Regions from separate parts of the Lactuca sativa genome. Here region 2 is linked to region 1. Evidence: chromatin contacts called from public Hi-C data. All regions are on one chromosome and are shown on one strand. Each heading gives the region's core, a stretch centred on a gene start, on an enhancer-like site or on the middle of the called end of the contact. The rest is flanking DNA. Distances are from core to core; before and after follow the strand shown.

The links. A called contact is a pair of places that touch in the nucleus more often than the background predicts.
Region 2: a contact with region 1 is called in a Hi-C map of leaf, with 4 times the contacts expected there. The contact joins the promoter of LOC111898899 here to the promoter of LOC111898901 in region 1. A contact is called at or near these places in 2 of 4 Hi-C or Micro-C datasets (leaf and seed).

What each region holds. Positions count from the first base shown.
Region 1 is chr4:152,363,552-152,366,251 of Lsat_Salinas_v11, reverse strand. LOC111898901 (protein REDUCED CHLOROPLAST COVERAGE 3) reads left to right here and starts at 1,331. Exons shown (of 23, transcript XM_023894791.3): 1 at 1,331-1,642; 2 at 1,742-1,803; 3 at 1,880-1,972; 4 at 2,336-2,408. The coding sequence starts at 1,573.
Region 2 is chr4:152,547,327-152,550,026 of Lsat_Salinas_v11, reverse strand. LOC111898899 (protein FAR1-RELATED SEQUENCE 6) reads right to left here and starts at 1,298. Exons shown (of 4, transcript XM_042901188.2): 1 at 879-1,298; 2 at 56-167. The coding sequence starts at 79.

The DNA of each region.
Region 1 (2,700 bases), core at 82-2,581:
CATTTTTAGAAATTCTATTCGTTTTCGAGTTATATGGTTTCCAATTTATCATTATATAACTTGAAACCCGTTTTTGAAGTTTAGTTAGTCTATCCGTTAATCCTATTAAAAAAAACTTTATACCTAATCTATGTTAATAATATTCAAATTTAAGGAACATTTTTACATTTTTTACAATAAGTAATTTAAAAAGGATAAACAAATAAAACGTCAAAAAAAAAATTAAATGTATTCAAACAAAATGTCAAAAACCGGAAAAAATTATTCTAAAAAATATAAACAATCTAAATGTAAAAAAAATATTAAACAATATATTAAAAAAATGTCAAATAAAATCTAAATAATTAAAATAAAATGTAAGTGAAAAAAAACAATATTATATATATATATATATATATATATATATATATATATATATATATATATATATATATATATATATATATATATATATATATATAAAAGAAAAACAAAAAATTAAAAATAAGGGTAAAATAGTCTTTTTGAATGAACTAAGGATATGCAATGCAACTTCTTTAAACCACATGGATACATCTTATCACCAAACCATAGGACCAAAATTGTAATTTACTGTTAATATATCTTATAAAACATAAATATATATGTGTCTTAATAATTGTCACTTCCTTTTCTTTCAACTCTCTATATAGTTTTTTCTTTATGAAACTAATTGGTTGTTCTGTTAGTTTTAATTTATCATCAAACTGATAAAGGATATATGTTTTGTTGACGTCGAATCGTTAGATATTGACCTTTATTAATTGAAACTAATATTAGTTAACTATTGAAATTTAATAGTTAGATTGTACAAATTGATAAAATATAAATTTGCAGTGCGGTGCGGTTTGAACCTTAGTTTTCTAACTTCAAACCACAAATCGTACTGTAAAGTGGTGTTTATAAAAAATACAAACCGTAAACTGCACCGTAAAAATCAAAAACCACATAATGCAATACGGTGTGGTGTGGTGCGGTGCAGACGATTTATGTGGTTTGATTCACATCTGTAATTCATATAACATGTATGTCAATAAAAAATACAAAGTTTTATAATGATAAATTAAAAAATACAAAATTGAAAACTAAGTGATTAAATCTTATAAAAAAAAAGTTTACTACATAAATAGAATAATTTGATTACTTTTATTGATAGTGTAAACTTTTTTAATTATAATTTTAAAGATTCTTGACACGTTTGAATGTATATATCATCTTATATAACAAAGTTAATTGTTAACCCTACTTAATATAATATTCTCTCTCCTTCACAATGTCACACGGTCTCTTAAAAGGGCTATCACATGTATCTTGTAGTTAGAGAGAGAGAGAATCACAGTAGCAAAGGAGAGGCCAGGAAAATTTCAGAAATCCACAAATAGAGATAGCTCCCAAGACACACTCTTATCCTTATATCTTCATCTTCATATATCTTCTCATATCAACCAATTCTTCATTAATTTCTCAAATGGCATTTTCCATTCGCCATTGAAGAACCCTCCTTTTTCCATTCCATTCTCAATACACGGAAACAATAAAAACAACTCAGAAGCTATGGCACCGAGGTCAAACAGAGGAAAAGGAAACAAAACCAAAGCCGATAAGAAGAAGAAGGAAGAGAAAGGTCTTCGTCTTCTTCTTCTCTTAATCTTCTCTGTTCTCTAATCGGAATCTCATTCAGAATCAATAACAGTTACAGTAACATGATTTTTAATTTTTGCAGTTGTTCCTAGTGTTCTAGACATAACTATCATCACTCCTTATGAAACTCAAGTTATACTCAAGGTAAATTACAACTAAGGATTTGCGAATTCATTTATTTGTTAGATGGATTTCAACTTAATTTGTAACGAAAATGCAGGGCATCTCCACAGACAAAATACTCGACGTGAAGAAATTACTAGCTGTTAATGTCGATACTTGCCATCTAACCAATTACTCTCTCTCACACGAGGTGAACTTCCCATAGAAATTCACGATAATTGCATTAATTTGGTTCGAACATTTCAGATTAATTATCAATAACACTCGTTACTAATTACCAAAACTATTGATGAATAATTACTATGTTTTCGGCGCTAATTTCAATCCTTGATTATTGGAGAAATTGGTGACAAAACTAATTCCTAGAGCCTAAATTCTGAAACTCACAACACCATTAAAGCTGTAATTAATGATGAACAGCATGTCATAGTGAAATTGGTCTGTATTTGAAAATTTTGGCTCTAGAAATAAGGGGTAGACTGTAATTAATTATTGGCATTGAAAATGTCTGTAAATCTGTAGTAATTTGTTGGCATTGAATAATTTTGAACAGGTTAAAGGAGCAAAGTTGAATGATAGGGTGGATTTGGTTTCTTTGAAGCCATGTTTGATGAAGATGGTTGAAGGTAGGTTGCTTTTTTCACCAATATCCCACAAAACTACAAACAATAAATCATCGATTAAATCTTATATATACATTTATATCAACATATATATGCATATAAATGTATGTATTTAGGTATAATATTTTCTTGACTTTTTTTGGGTTTTTAAATATTTGATATCTACAACTCCTATGAAATATCGCTTGTCTAGATGACTAGATCTTTGGATGCAGTTCAAACAAGGAAAAAAATTTTGAAAGCTTTTTAAAGAAAAAATTGAATGCATATTCCTAAAGCTGTCATATTTATTAAA
Region 2 (2,700 bases), core at 49-2,548, 180 kb before region 1:
AATCACAGTATGAACAAAAAAGATAAGGAGTTTTTCAAGTATAAGAATATGTCACCTGAATCAAGTCTAAATGCTTCATCAGTTGACACCTAATTGGATAGTCAACACTGATAAGGAATGAAGTGTCTGTGGTAGGATAAATCCTTGTGAAGCTTCCCAATAATTACCTATACATAAATCTAGTGTTATATATGATATAATAAAATATTAGATACATATATACAATGTAATACATAATATAACTAAATAATAAACAACTTATTCTCAATTCAGTTCATCATACATCTTCCATTTCTGCAAAGTGCAAACCCCGTGCATCATTTTACTTTCACTTCTAGGGTTCAAACTTTTTATGCATAAAAACTTGATCATTTGCTAGGGTTTTCTAATTCTTGATCATACTTTTGCTTTAACTTTGATCTGTCTTCAAACTATAATCTTTCAATTAATGATAGAAAAATTGGCATGATGCAACTATAAAAGATGATAAAATCAAAGAGAGGCCGAGCAAGGTTTCTTGTTTTTGAAGATGGTTTTGATCTAAATCATGATAATGTTCTTGAAAGTGGTATTGTACATGCCTTTTCCCACATAGTCTAATCCTTAAAAAGAGAACCAAAAAGGGTATTGCAGTTTGTCTCTTCCTCTCTTTCTCTTTTTCTATTTTGGGATTAATGGAGTCTTTTACTTTTTGGTTTTGAAGGGAATAGGAATCGTGCAACAAAATATCAAGTAGTAACAACTAAGAATTAACAGCAAACAAATCGATTTTCAACAAATCCTAACTCAACTAAACATTCCCACGATTAACAATAACAAATAGATAACTAAGTATTAGCAATTAATAAACAACAAATTACAATACATATCAAAAATACCTCAACTAAGAGGCAGCAGGCGGAACAGGGCGGCGGGCGGAGCCGGCGAGGCGCAGAGAGAGAACCGGCAAGGTATCATCACTGGCCGAACATGTACAGAACCCACGTCAATGACATCAACCCGATATGGGATCAATTTCCATGTCGTTCATTAACAAATTTCCTTCGTATACAAGATCGAGAGTGAATGAAGAGTTAGTCCACTCAGTGTGAAACCGCCAAACTGACAACAGTGGAGATGAGGCTGATACCGTCAGGTTCTGGTAAAGAAAAAAGCTATGTAATGATTGAATGTTCTAATTTTGAAAATCCGTGCCCTTCGGTTTTATGATTTCCAGAATTAGGGGTTTTGCTTGGCACAATTGGAGCCCTAGCTTCCCCATGGCCAACGGATGGTTAACAAATAATACTAAAAAGCAAAGAGGGGTTTGTTGAAATGTTTTAAAAACACCTTTTAATTGAACTCATATAATGACTGGTTTTCGATTCAATCGGTTTAACCGGTTCGACTGTCGGTCAATCGGTTTTCTATAATTTTCATATGTTCTTTTATTTTTCTATATATACATAAATATATAATAATAATTTGACGTTACAAGTTCAAACATTAAAAATATACATAAAAATAAGTTATAGATCACTCCAAATATATTAAAATAACACATTACTATAAGTTTTAGTGTTTTATATCAATCTATATACGTCAAAAAGAAAATAAAGTATAATATCGAAAAAAATATAGTTTTAGATGAATACAAACACATCAATAAAAATTATAACATTTATCATATGTTTTTATTTGGAGAAAACTATATAGATTTTAAAAAATTCACCAAAGTTTATTATGCAAATAATTATTTTCTATATGTTTTTATTCGGTTTAACCGGTTAAACCGGTTTATTTTGACCGATTCAACTGGGTTTTTCCTAAAAATCGGTCAGTTCAATCCAGTTCAGAAATCGATGTAAAATCGATGATAGTTGAACCGCTCTCTCCCCCGGTTCCTGATCTAACCGGTTCAAACCGGTTTTTAAAACATTGGTTTGTTGTGCAAAATGCAAATTTTGATTTATGGATTTCAATTATTATTCCTAAAACTTATATACGATACATGTTATATTTGCATGCATGATCACATTAAAATCTTATTAACAAAACTACAAAAATGGTATGTAGTATGTATTTTTTTTTTTCTGATTTTTAGTCAAAACCTCGACTTTTATGGTTTTGTGGTCCTTTTAAGCTAGTTTCGTTGCGGATTTGGTTCTTCAGTAAACTGAAATGACTGTAATACCCTTAAGGTATTTATTTTTCTTTTTTCTTTCATTTTTTTTAAAATCTAATAGTTATTTATTTATTTTAATAATTAAAAAAGAAAACCACCTCTCTCTCTCTCTAAACATCACCATCTTCTTGTTGCCTTCACAAGATCATCATCATCACGATACTAATTATGTTTCGGCCATCTGCATGATCTAGAAGTAGAAAATAATAGAAGGACAAATGCAGTAAACAACAAATTACCACGGTCATGGACACCCACTACAAGAAAAATACCCTTTTACGACGTGCAAAACACGACGCTCTTTGATTTATGTTACGCATTAGAGAGCGACATTAAAAAAGTGTCATCTCTTCAATAATTTTAAGGATTTAGGTCGCGCATTACTGAGTGCCCTTAAATTAGTGTCTCATGTAAAAATATTAAAAACACGGAAGACGCTTGTGCGTCGTCTGTGAATGTCGCTTTATATTTTTTTTAAGAAACGCGCGTCTCGGAGGGAAAATGAAATCCCCAAATTTTTTAAACCCCCACCTTCT